Linked DNA regions of Rattus norvegicus: region 1 is linked to region 2. A link is a contact called in public Hi-C data. All regions are on one chromosome and are shown on one strand. Each heading gives the region's core, a stretch centred on a gene start, on an enhancer-like site or on the middle of the called end of the contact. The rest is flanking DNA. Distances are from core to core; before and after follow the strand shown.

What was found. A called contact is a pair of places that touch in the nucleus more often than the background predicts.
Region 1: a Hi-C map of liver shows a contact between it and region 2, with 5 times the contacts expected there. The contact joins the enhancer-like site here to the promoter of LOC120098583 in region 2. A contact is called at or near these places in 2 of 12 Hi-C or Micro-C datasets (kidney and liver).

What each region holds. Positions count from the first base shown.
Region 1 is chr19:38,537,238-38,544,241 of GRCr8, reverse strand. No RefSeq gene overlaps it. Among named protein-coding and RNA genes, the nearest start is that of Cesl1, 56 kb to the left of the region's middle. Within about 2 kb of position 3,536, at least 3 of the 93 cell types and tissues checked have an H3K27ac peak or open chromatin away from gene starts, as enhancers often do. A contact at or near this core is called in liver, where this site is marked.
Region 2 is chr19:38,485,768-38,493,244 of GRCr8, reverse strand. It overlaps LOC120098583, which reads right to left and starts at 2,522. Exons shown (of 4, transcript XM_063278861.1): 1 at 2,427-2,522; 2 at 1,921-2,131. The coding sequence starts at 2,478.

The DNA of each region.
Region 1 (7,004 bases), core at 2,287-4,786, 50 kb before region 2:
GTTTATTAATGTTTTCCTGTGTTTCCCTAAGGGAGTTCTTCACGTCTTTCTTGAAGTCCTCCAGCATCATGATCAAATATGATTTTGAAACTAGATCTTGCTTTTCTGGTGTGTTTGGATATTCCATGTTTGTTTTGGTGGGAGAATTGGGCTACGATGATGCCATGTAGTCTTGGTTTCTGTTACTTGGGTTCCTGCGCTTGCCTCTCACCATCAGATTATCTCTAGTGTTTCTTTGTTCTGCTATTTCTGACAGTGGCTAGACTGTCCTATAAGCCTGTGTGTCAGGAGTGCTGTAGACCTGTTTTCCTCTCTTTCAGTCAGTTATTGGGACAGAGTGTTCTGCTTTCGGGCGTGTAGTTTTTCCTCTCTACAGGTCTTCAGCTGTTCCTGTGGGCCTGTGTCTTGAGTTCACCAGGCAGCTTTCTTGCAGCAGAAAAGTTGGTCTTACCTGTGGTCCCGAGGCTCAAGTTCGCTCGTGGGGTGCTGCCCACGGGCTCTCTGCAGCGGCAGCAACCAGGAAGACCTGTGCCGCCCCTTCCGGGAGCTTCAGTGCACCAGGGTTCCAGATGGCCTTTGGTGTTTTCCTCTGGTGTCCGAGATGTATGTACAGAGAGCAGTCTCTTCTGGTTTCCCAGGCTTGTCTGCCTCTCTGAAGGTTTAGCTCTCCCTCCCACGGGATTTGGGTGCAGAGAACTGTTCATCTCGTCTGTTTCCTTCAGGTTCCGGCGGTGTCTCAGGCGCAGGGGTCCTGCCGCTCCTGGGCCCTCCCCCTGGGAGCCCAGAGGCCTTATACAGTTTCTTCTTGGGCCAGGGATGTGGGCAGGGGTGGGCAGTGTTGGTGGTCTCTTCTGCTCTGCAGCATCAGGAGTGCCCACCTGACCAGGCGGTGAGGTCTCTTTCCCACGGGGTCTGGGAGCAGAGAGCTGCTCTTCTCATTTTTTCCTCAGTCTTCTAATGCTACTGACCTTTAGTATAGTTTCTCATGTTGTGGTGAGCCCCAACCATAAAATTATTTCATTGCTATCCCTGACTGCAGTTTCACTACTGTTTTGAATTATAATGTAAATATCTGTGCTTTCCAGGAGGATTAGGTGCCTCAGTGAAGGGATGACTTGAGCCCCAGCTCCAACCCCCACCCTCCTACCCCTTACCCCCCAAAAGAGGTTGCACTCCTTAGGTTGAAAACTTCTTGCTTAGACCAGGACAATGAACATGACAGCCTGTCTCTTAGGAGGGGGGCTATGGGTAAGCGAAACTTTATCTTCTTTATAGAAATCTCAAGTGACATTTTTCCTTTTTAATGCCAGACAATCTAGTCTGTCTATGGCCTCAGAGTATTCCCCATAGTTGAAGCCCCAAAGGAGGTTCAGAACAGGTTGGAAAAAGAGGGAGGCAGAATGGCCATAGTCCGTGCTATACCTCCAGTACTGGGGTGGCATTATGTGCCACCTCTTAGCAGGTGATCCTGAGTTGTACTAGGAAAGCAGACCGAGCAAGCTACTGAGAAGCATTATTCCATGGTCTTTGCTTCAGTTCTGCTTTCAGGATCCTGCCTTGAGCTCTTGCCCTGACTTTCCTTCATGATAAAATATAAGATGAAATAAACCCTATCCTCCTCAAGTTGCTTTTGGTCATGATGTTTTATCACAGCACTAGAAATGAAATTAGGACACCACTCATCTTCATCTTCTTAATCATTGTCCTGACCTTATAAGGATGGGACCCCTTCCCATGGTATCTGCCTTCTAAAGCGAGGCTCCTGTCAAGACCTCTCTTCCTTTTCAGTTCCATTGAATTGACTTACAGAAATTTATCTGAAAAGAAAACACAGATAGTGACCCCAGGAGGTCAAGGTGGCAAGAAACCCTTCAGAAGTTCTAAGGACGAAGATAGAAGATGATAGGAGACTCCATCTGTAATTCCTGAATATTCATCATTGGTCAGTTTCCACACTGAGTGACTTAGTTTTCATTATACACTTTTATAAACTGGGTGGTTAATTATATATTATAGTTTTTTATTTTCTTTTTGCTATTATTTTACCTTACAAGACATAGTAACACATTTATCTTTAATTTACTATATGTTAACATATTTTCCTATTTATGAATGTGATATAAAAGCCTCCCCCTTTGAATAAATTTGTTGGAGTAAAGATTTAATGCACTTAGACAAAACTAATTATGCAAGTGATATGCAGAGATGGGAAATCACTTAAGAAGGACAGAGACAGCATTCATATTTCCATGGGGGAATAAAAAAGAAAATTAACTGCAGAACAAAGACAGGAAAGAAGGCATGGGTGTCTAGAACACTGAAGCCAAAAAGTGGCCAGAGGGTTATATAAACCCTTTGAACCAGAAATTCTTGACTACAAGTTTTCGTAGCAAACTAAGGGTGGCTTAAGTCCTAAGTCCTAGGTTGAATAGTCAGTTGCTCATCTGGCAGCCTGAGAAAAATGTTTTTTTCATGAACTAGTGGCTGCCTTTGTACAAAGTCATGATTTGTTAGAGTCTTAGGATACTCAGACCAAATGACACAGTATCCTTTCCTTTATCTCCGAGTGTTTTATTATTGGGTGCAGCTAAGGCTTTAAACAGGGAGTTCATTCAGATTCCGACAGCTCTCACACTATAAAAGCGAAGTCATGACAGCATTAAAATAAACACATGGGAGGCTTCAAAACTTTAGCTTATGTCCAGAGGGCATTGGAAGCTCTCTTAGAATTTTAGATTCTGTGCATGATGAGTCATAGAGTATGGTGTGTGAACCAGTTCCTCATCAGGAACCACCCTTAACTTAAACCCTTTCTAGGAAAGGTTAACAAAAACAAATGGTGGATTCCAAGGCAGTGGGGCGTTCTCCACCTCAGTCCACCCCTAAGTAGTCATAGGACTAACAAGCAAAGGTGGGGAAGGTCAGTACTGCGTTGCTTGTTTTTGTATAAAGCTTGTTTTAACGTGTCCTGTCCTTGCATCCATTAAAAGGAATAGGCTTGAGCTGGCTTGTGGGAGGTTGTTTGAAGCCTTCAGAGACATCTATGCTGTCATGTCCTGCCAACTTCTTAGGACTTCAGGTCACTTCTTAGAATGTTGATTTCCACATAGAAAAATCCAAGGGGGAAATAGGAATCCTCTATCAACAGCTTACATGTAAACAGAAAGTGAGGTGTCCCTCAGCTCACCTGACACAGGAACATTGGAATTATTGGGATGATCTAAGGTCAGGTATGGGTTGGTAGAATGAACGTCACTGATCACTGATGAAGAGTCGTCATACAGTAGAAACAGTGTCACCAGTTGCAGCAGGAGCAGAAAAGTTCTAGACATGGCCTCTTCTTTTTGATTTATTCTCAAATGGGGTTGAGATTTAACATGTACTGAACACAATCCATTCCTATGTTTTATGTTTTGTAAGGAAATTCCTGATAGTTTTCATAGCCCAAATGCCAGGGATGTTTGCCAGGTTTCAAAGGCCAGCCAGCTAGGGCAAAGGCAGCATCGTTAATAAGTACATGTATGTGTTGCTAAATAGTTGGGCACAGTCCTGACTTCTTTGGACAAGACTGATATTGCTTCATGTGGACAGAGATGTGGGAGAGGGTTTTACCTTTTCTCTAAAGAACAAATGTCTTTTCTGATAAGAGGGAGGACCTCAACATCTAGTCAACATTTGTCAGGGATGATCATTCTCTTGAACTGATTCCGTTTCTCTCACTAAGTACTTACTTCTGAAGGTGTTCCCACAGAAGTCCTTGCTGGGAGACAAAGAACAGGAATCTTGAGAACTTTTCTGTCACCTAGGCATTGACTCTTTATGGAACAAGGTTTCTGTCTAGCCATCTGCCCTTCTAACAGACCTATGCGACATCTACTGCCCATTCTTACTGTGAGCTTGAAGGATGTGTCCCTAATAAAACACATACTTATTAGGGAAGGGTTATGGAGACCACAGGGAAGATACTGCCACTGTCTCACTCTTCAGTGATGTATGTACTCAGCACCTTGCAAAGTTGGTTATCCTCAAACATTTGACACCAGGACATGGTGCTTGAAAATAAAGTTCTATGATCACACACATTTTTCTTATCAGTCACACTGATATTATGACACAGGGTGGACAGCCCCTTAGCCACACTGAGCCTCAATCTACTAACATGAATCACAAGGTTAATCTGAGCACTGATACCCTCCATTCCAAACACTGTCCCCAAAAACAATTGGCAAACGAACACAAAGATGCATTTTTTTTTCTAGACACTTCACGTAAGTAGACTTACACCCAGCCTTTGGCTCTTGTGACTGGATTCTTTAATTTTTCATATTTTGAAGTTCTTCTACCTTTGTAGCATGTTTCTGTGGCTCAATAGTATCCTGTACTATAGACTGTTAACCTTTATTGATTCATTTATTGGTTGATGCTTTCCCTTTTTGGCTATAATGAGTCAGGTTGTAGTTTGTGGACCAGTTTTGTATGGCCCCTGTTTTCAATTCTATAGAACTGGAATTGCCAAGTCATGTTGGAATCTATATTTATCTCCAGTGAAACTGACAGAATTCTCCAAGAGTTGCCATGATAACAGATTTATTTCTATCTTCTAGCATCTTCAGTACCATTCTTTAGTGTCTTAAAGTTTTCTCCATAAAAGTCTTTTTAGGCCTCATTGTTTATATTTTTCCCTGGGTAGTTTTAAAGCTATTATAAATGGGATATTTTTCCTGATTCTATCTCAGTGAGTTAGAATTGATATACCAAAAAATTGCTAAACCATACATATTATTAGGTTTGTATCCTATAACTCTGATAATATAACTAATTAGAACTAAGAGATTTATGATAGAGCTTTTAGGTACATTTGAGTCTAAGATTGTGTCATCTGTAAATAGGAGTAATTTGATTGCTGCATGTTAAATTTGTATCATCTTACCTTTGTCTCTTCTTACCCTTTTCTGTACAGATGAAACATCCATATTGATTGGGAGTAAAGGGAATCATTTACCATGCTTCCTTCTAGATCTTAGGGCAGATGCTTCCAATGTCTTCTCATTCAGTATAATGCTGCCTTATGGGTGTGCCCTACAGCCTTCGTTATGCTGAAATGGTCCCTTCTCTTCTTAGCAAGATAGTCTTGCACTTGGTTTTTCTGCAGCTGTCTTCAATTATTTACGTGTTGTGTTATGTTTATTGATTCAAATATGCTAAACTTGCCTCCCTCAGATTAAACAGCTTGGTTACTTATTCCTTTTAAACTGTTACTTTAAATTTATCTTTAACTATTTATTTAATTTTTTCACACAAAATGTTGTCCCCCTCTCAGCTCCTCTTCACCTTCCTATCCACCAGGGTTCATGTCACCCCCCCACCTCAAATTATTTTAGTTCTCTTTTGAAATATTTTTATTCTTTTTACTTTATGAATGTATTGACTCTACATACATGAGGAAATCCAAAGAGAGCATCAGATCCCCTGGAGTCTGAATTATAGGTGGCTGTGAGGTTGTGAGGCTGTGAGGTGGGAACGAAATCATGACCTCTGCAAGAGCAACAAATGCTCTTAACAGCTGAGCCATCTCTCTAGTCCCTTAATGTGCTTTTGAATTCAGTTGTAATTGTTTTGTTGAGAGTTTTATATTTATGGCCAATAAATACATCAGTCTATTGTTTTATCATTGTCTCATTAAGAATTTTGAGCATCAAGGTAATCATAACTTGGTAGAATGAGTTTGGTAGTGTGCCTTCGCTTTTGTTTGCAGCAAAAGTAAGCAGACGACAATGAATATGGGCGAAGGTATTTGGAAGGACAAACCATTATTCACTGTTAGTGTGTGCATATGGATGTAGCAACTGATGGAAAGGAAAATAGAGCTTCCTCAAAAATCTAAAGCAGAACTGTAAGGCCCAACTTAACCGCCCAGGGTTCTATGTCCAAAAGACTCTAAATCCTACCAAAGTGGTATCTATAGTTCCTAGTTATTGCTGTAGTATTCACAATAGCTAAAAATGAGTCAGCCCAGATGTCCAAACATCGACATTCAGAAGAAGAAGAAAATGGGACACATTTACACAATGGGATTTTATTCAACTATAAAGAAAAATGAAATCATAGAATTTCAGCAACAGTGAAAAGAAACAAAAGAACCTAGACTCAGAAAGACAAATACCACATTTTCTCTCATACATGGTTTTAGATATTAATGTTTATATTCTTGTATGTATATTGCCAATTGGTCATGAAGCTAGGAAGAGTCTATGAGAGAAAGAGATATGTGTGTGTGTGTGTGTGTGTGTGTGTGTGTGTGTGTGTGTGTGTGTGTGTGTGAAAGAGAGAGAGAGAGAAGGAGAGAGAGAGACAGAGAGAGAGACAGAGAGAGAGGAAGTTGGAGGAGGAGGGAGAGGAGGAGGAGGAATGAAAGTACAAAGGCGACTATTAGTGTGGAAAGGATGAGCTGAGAGACACAAAGGGATAAAGAAGAGTAGAAAAAGACCAATAATAACAAAATCTACATCAAACTCCATAATAAAACCCACTACTAAGGAGGCTAACTTAAAAACTATTAAAACAAAAGTACCCTGTTCATTTATATAAGGAATCTCTCCAAATTTCTCCTCTGAAAGGTTGTGAGTTCCTTGACCATGTCAGTGCATGACAGAAGGCTAGACTACTTGACAGGAATCTTATAAAGATAAAAGAAAGCAAAAAGAAAGTGATGAAATGTAAGATTTTCACCAAAATGAGATCTAAAAGTCTACCAGCAAAGAGAAGCTGGGGGGTGTGCCCTAACCTCTCTGGTGATCAACTGACTATGAGGGGCTTAATGTAAGGACCCAAGACCTAAGACTCACCTTGCTTGAAGGTGTCTGCAGAGCTGGTGCCTGGGTTTGGAAAATAAGAGAGCACTAAGGTGTGAATGTCATGCTGAGAGATGCTTACATAAGAAGTTGTTGGGCCAATTTGTGGACTCCTGCAATCTAAATGTAGAGTCCAAACAATTTAGATAAAGC
Region 2 (7,477 bases), core at 1,273-3,772:
TACCCAAATTTCATATTTTTGAATCAGCAATGTTACCTTTGAAAATTTATCCCAAATCATTTATGGTTGTATGTAATGAATCCATCAGAATTTTGTTTATAGTCAAGAAAACCAAATTACTTCAGTCAATCCAAATAGAAGATTGGGTAAATAAATAATACCTTAGGACCCAATTATGCACAGTTAATAAATACTAAGATTATATGTATATGCACATATTTGTAGATATAGTCTTACTATTTATTATTTATTATATTAATTATTATATACAATTGCTATTATATTAAATATTATAATATAAAATATATATTGTCATACCATATATATATACCATATATATGCATAATATGTATATTATATATATGATGTGAAAGGATGCCGATGCATATGAATGTGCCAGGCTGCCACCCACATTTTGTATTTATGATCTCTGTTTAATGGAGGATTTACACAGAAGAAGGCCCTGAAAACATGATCTTAATTATTAATAGCAGTTCTCTCTGAGCTGTTGAATTGCATACGATTTTAACTCTCTTTCACTGTGTGTGTGTGTGTGTGTGCATGTGTGTGTATGTGTGTTTAACTTTTGGAGATAGTAGTGTCTCGCTTTGCAAGCATAATATAAACACAGCACATAACAGATACTATTTGTAGGTGAAAGGCATGGAATGGTAAGAAGACAGCCAGGAACAGAATTCTGGGAAACTCCTAGAGGAACCTTGGGGAGGACACAAATGTTGTCTGATCTGATATTTGTAGGTGTTTGAGGTTCTCTGAGGTGGTCTTGAGGCCATCTGGAATTCTTGGCTTGTTCACTCAGTTGCCAAGGGTGATGTAACACGCCCTTGAAAATTGCTTGTGAATAGATAGCTCGGTAGATCTGGGTGTGAGAACTTGCAGTCATCTCTACTATTCTCTTCACCCATAAATTCACACCCACCAGACTCCTAAGCAACACTAAGGTTAAAATCACAATGACACAGCATCTGTCTTCTCAGCTCCCTCACCTGATCAATTTCTATTTTCTAAAGCATTTACAATATTCTAGTAAATAATAGACGTGGTATGCTAATCCGCAGATTTCTTATTTTCTCTTTCCATCCAACAGGATAAAAGATTCATCAAATATAGATTTGTTTGCGTTACTGGTTTCTGAAAACCTAGAACATCACTGGTTCACTACAGGTGCTGAATAAGTTTGTGCTAAATAAAGGGTTTGGAAAACTACGAAAATACTTAGTAACTAGCGCATCTCTAAGGACCCATGATGTTCTTAGGGATGCCAGGGATTGCTGTTAATATAGCTAGTCAGAGGATTGCCTAGTCTCCCTCAGGCATCACTGTGGAATAGGTACACCTATCTCACACACAACCTTTGGATCTGCTGCTGTGTACTGTAACGCTAAGTACTGGCTCTGGTTGCCTCAGGGAAGAGCAAAATCTCAGGTACACCAAGTGATGCTATGGAACTTTGTCCCCCATGTTATCCTTGGTTGGTCAATAAAGATGCCTTCAGCCTATAGCTGGGAAGAGGAGAGGTAGGCAACGTTTCAGCTCCTGGGCTTGGGGTCTGAGACAGGACCACGGGAGGGAGGAGAGAAGGGAAAGAGAGGATAAGACACAACTGGATAGGTGAATCATAAAAATGTGGCCATGAGTGCTGGCCAATTGGTGTAAGAGAGGCCCAGGAGGAACATGGCAAATTATATCTCAGGGTTATTGATACGGAGGTAGACAAAATAGCTTAGAGATTAGATATCTACCTAGTTTTAGTGCTTTAAAATCTTACTATGAATGTAAAGGTTGTATGTCTTTTATCTGGGAACTAAGTGTTCTAAGGCATTGTAGAAACCCCCAACTAACACTACTTATTTACCACAACACATACCCACGGAAACAGTCCCCACCCCAGTGGCTCACATTGGCGGGTAGGAGGTGGTGTTCTTCATGAAGCTCCAGGGCTCTGCAGGCTCTGGTGGAGCAAACCTCAGAGATCCAAGAGGAGGCTTGGCAAAAGGGACTCCCAGGAAGATGGCCACAGGCTGTGTAAATCCTTCTAAGCTGACATACTTCCCCAGGACTTTGCCTTTCGTGGTGTCCACCACTGGTGGTGAGGATGGGTGTCCTGATGCTCAAGAAAACATAAGGACACATTAGAGGGGAAAGATACAACCTGGATTCCTGGTTGGTTTGGTCATTTTTAGGCTTGTGTCATTAATAGTCACCTGAATCTTCTAAGGTCTCATTTCCTTCTGACATTAAAGAGAGGGCCAACTAAACAGTAATCTGTTTGGAGGTATAAAAGTAGCCAGCCAGTATAAGGGTTATTGTCCTGGTTTGTACCTTCCCTGAATATATTTCACCTACTTCATAGAGGGTACATTTCCAAATATGCAACCAAATGTTTGTAATCCAGAAGAACTTACCCCAAATTGGGCAAGCAGCAAGAGAAGCCCAGACCAGAACACAGAGCCACATAGCAGAAGAATAAGAGCTCTTGGAGACAGGGAGGTGTCTACTGCTCAAATAGAAAGGCTTGTACCTGCCTCTTTGTTGTGGACCCACCTCTAGACCAATTAGCATAATTACATAAAACTCTCCCTCCTTCAAAGAGCTCCCCAGTGTTTGTTAGGACTTCCAAGTCACACCCACTAAGAGTTTACTCTTCTTTATCTTTAAAGACACTACCCACTCCGTGATACCCAGCCAACCTCTTACGCAAACTTTTCTAATCGAAATTCTCAGTGCACCTTGAACTTCCCAAGACAGGTCAGCAAGCAGATGCTTGCAGTCAGGACGAAGCTTTGGTTTAGGATTCTTACCACAAGTCAGACAGTTAAGAGCATTTCACATCCCCAGTGTTGCTTGGCCGGGAACTTTGCACACTTCCCAGCTTCCATGGACTGCCATTTCCTAGAAGTCAGGCTCTCAAGATCAGAAGTTTTCTAAACTCAATCTTCAGCCAACACTTTTTTCTGATGCCAACAATTCCTGCCAGGTAGCCTCTGTGTTAATGATCTCACTGCTTTCGGAGCAGGGATGTTTAGACAGAATGTTTGTATTGGTTACTTCTGGTTGCTGTGATGAAACATGAAGAACAAAGGCAACATCAGGAAGAGAGAGTGAGGGGTTGGGGATTTAGCTCAGCGGTAGAGCGCAGAGGGACCAGAGCCCATGATGGATGGCAGAACAGAAGCATGCTAACACATGGCAAGCAGGATGGTTGGGACGGAAGGCAGAGCTCATTATACTTAAATGTCAGCTTGCAGTAGAGAGTGAACTTGAAAGATGCGGCTTTAAATCCTTTTGAGTTTCCTCTACAAAGGCTACATCTCATAAATATCCCCAAACAGCACCACCTACTGGGGATCGGGGTGTTTGAATGCTTGAGACTATGGGAACAATTCTCACTCAAACACTACTTTGTTCTTATGGCAAAAAAACTACATTAACCACAATCCTTTGTCTAATCATCCACACATTTATCTATCTATGAATTCTTTCTTTCTCCGAGATTTTATTTTTTTTGTGCATTTTCCTGCATATCTATCTATCTCTCTATCTCCCTATCTCTCTATATCTATCTATCTATCTATCTATCTATCTATCTATCTATCTATCTATCTCTCCATGGTGGCAAGAAAAGAGAGGGCTTCAGGACATCTGGGAATAGAGTTGTAGATTGTGAACCAAATATGGGTCCTGGAAATTGAACATTGGTCCTCTAGAAAAGCAGCCATTGAGGCACATCTACAGCCCTTATCTATGAATTATTTAAAATGTCCAAAATGTTCGGCATTAAGGCCATTGGAATGTACCTAAATGGAGCAAAATAAAAGAAAAAAAAAAGAACAAACACTGATTTTTGGTTGATCTGTGGTGTTATTTCTGTTTCGCAACCCCAGCAACTGAGGAGCCTTGGAAAGAAGCATGTGCGTCTATTACAGTGCTGCTCTCTGTGGCGAAGGGTGGTGTGATTATGTTTTGCCTTGACCCTGTTTAAGAAATCAAGTCAAACACTTTTTTTGTGGGGACTGGAAAGGATAGTCTTGGTGGAAAAGTAGTGGTATCTGGAATGGGAATAGGAGAGGTAAGTAAAATGAGCCTTTTTAAAACATTCAATTGCTTGGGAATGGAGAGATTGACCCAGTGGGTGCCCTTACTGCTTTTGTATAGGGCCAAAGTTCCATTCCCAGCATCCATGCTGGGCAACTCACAACTGCATGATACTCTAGCTCCAGGGAATCTGGCATCCTCTTCTGGCTTCCAGGGGCACTTGCAAACACACACACACACACACACACACACACACACACACACACACGTGTGTGTGTGTGTGTGTGTGTGTGTGTGTGCATAAAAGATCAAATCTTTAAAAGAAATTCAGTTGTTTACAAGAAGAAAATGACAACTCATTTTATATTGTGCAACGCCAGTAAAGCAGAGGTGACTATAAGAGAGGACATGCACATACTGATGGGTCTGAGTAAGGTGCTTCTCTGGGAAGGTTGACGGAATAAAACAGTGACTAAGATCCTCCATTTGTCTCTTCCCATAACACATCAACAGTTCAGGTGTTCACATACCAAAGTCAAAGTGTTCTCATAAGTGTTCAGGAAATGTGGGGAGTCCAGACAGAGGGCTTGATTTCAGTGTGTGAAAAATAGTCTGAAGAAGACAGGTAGGGGATAAACAGCCAAACCCAAGTATCCAGAGTAGGGAGGTACCTTCCACACAGGAAGGGAGGGAGATCTAAATCCAGCCCTTAAATTTCAAGCAGTGTGTTTTTTCAACTCAGAAAATGCAAATATCTAGGAAGAGCATTGACACAAACCTTATAGATCTGAGGCAAGAACAGAGACTGCCCTAGCATGACAGAGAATGGGGATGTGGCTACCTGAGACTATCTCTCCACCAAACTTGTGATCTAAAAGCTTATAAAGACAATTTTCGAGATGAAGTGAATAAAGCTATGCTAAGGAATAAGAGGAAAATAAAAACCTGGACAGGAATAAAAGAGATGGCTCAAAAATCGCTATACAAACAAACCTAAATGGTCTAATATAAATTTGGTGCATAAAACATTCATATATTTACTATAAGAACTAAAATCAAATTAATTAGAATAAATCTTCATTAATATGTCGATGTAATCATTTGAATATGTTCGTCCCAGGGAGTGGCACTATGAGGAGGTGTGTCGTTGTTGGAGAAGGTGTGGCCTTGTTAGAGGAAGTACGTCACTGTGGGGGTGGGCTTTGAGATCCTCCCCTAGCTGTCTGGAAGATAGTCTTCTCCAGTTTGTCTTTGGAACAAGATGTAGAACTCTCAGTTCCTCCAGTGCTGTGCCTGTCTGGGTGATGTCCTGCTTTCTGCCATGGTGATATAATGGACTGAACCTTTGAACCTGTAAGCTAGCCACAATTAAATATTGTCCTTTATAAGAGTTGCCTCGGTTATGGTGTCTCTTCCTAGCAATAAAACCCTAAGGAAGACAATACATGAACAGTTTAAAGTGTGAGGAGGAATAGAGCATAGTGAGACACTTTTATGACTATATTTTTGCTTTCCTTTTGTTTGATCTTTGCTATCCATGCTGACTATATTACAAAACATATGGATATAATCAAAATCTCTATTAATAATGTTCATAGTAGCCAGAAAAGCAAAACTCTACAGTGAATGAACCATGGATAATTGATAAGAAATCAAAATGTGCCAGGTAAAATAGCACACAGAGCAGTCACACCAGCACTCCCTCCTCAGTTACCCACAGTGCTCTCTGTTAGCACCATCCCCCATACAAACTGCACTCAAACCTGTGTCAAGGCCTGCTTTCTGGGAATCAAACTCAAGACATCCTGAACATCTGTGACTCTTTTATTAACTGTCTATAAAAATTGCCATTTTTTCCTGGTGAGTTGGCCCTTTAGTCATAATTAAGGCTTCCATTTTTTTCTTCTACTGTATTAATTTATCCAATATTAATGTTGAGACCTGATTTCCTTTTGGGTATCTATGAGTTATATCTGGTGCCTTCCTTTTACTTTTAACTTATCTAGACCTCTGTGTACTTGCATTTACATTGCCTTAGAAGGAATCACTGATATACATGCAACACAGACATAGACACATAGACACATGCACATACACACACATTCACACACAGAAACAGATACAAACACACAGACACATACACACATACAGATACAGATACAGACACACAGACACATATACAGACACAGACACAGACACATACATATATATAGATACAGACACACACATACGAACACAGACACATAGACACAGACATAGACACACAGACACATGCACACATACACACACATTCACACAGAGACATAGATACAAACACACACAGACACATACACACATACAGAGACAGACACATAGACACATATACAGACACAGATACAGACACACATATAGATACAGACATATACACACATACAAACACAGACACATAGACACAGACATAGACACACAGACACATATACACTTACAGATACAGACACATAGACACATATATAGACACAGACATAGACACACAGACACACAGACACACATACACATTCATACACAGAGACATAGATACAGACACTGACACAGATATAGACATACAGACACACACACACACACACACACACACACACACACACGGTGACATGGGTATGAATGTTCCAAAAATATTGTATGCAGTTTTCTTACACACACTCTTGAACTTTGTGAGGAGCAGGGCGAGCCTCCTAATCAGGTCCACCATGTCTTTGGAAATGACTCTGGTCAGAGTGTGCTGTGTGGTTAAGGAGAGGGTGTCTGCATATTCTGCTGGCACCAAAATAAGAATCGGCCTTGCTCTTGCTCACCAGTTTTTCTAGAGAAGCAAGAAAGAAATGAGGGATTAGAGAGACCAAGAGCCACTAGCAGTTAAGTACAAAAAACCCCAAGAAAACAAAACAAAACAAAAAACCAAAAAACAGAACAACAACAATAACAAAAAAGCCAACACTAGAATCTGACTCATTACACACTGTTGGGTCACAAGAGCTTAGCAGAATACCGTTGGGGAGTCTTAATGTTTTTCCTTCTTAGATAACAAAGCACTCAGAGTTGTGGTTTCTAAAGTTCATCATCCCATGGATCTACCTAACTTAGCTGCTTCCTCAGCCTTCCAGCATTGTCAGACACTGGAAGTAGCCCATGGTCATTCTGCAGCATGGCCTCCCTTCCGCTAGGCTCTCTGTCTCTCTCTGTCTGTCTCTGTCTGTCTCTGTCTCTGTCTGTCTCTGTCTCTGTCTGTCTCTGTCTGTCTGTCTCTGTCTCTGTCTCTCTCTGTCTCTCTCTGTCTCTGTGTCTGTCTCTGTGTCTGTCTCTGTGTCTGTCTCTGGATGTACTGTCTCTGTCTCTGTCTCTGTCTCTGTCTCTGTCTCTCTCTGTCTCTCTCTGTCTCTGTCTGTCT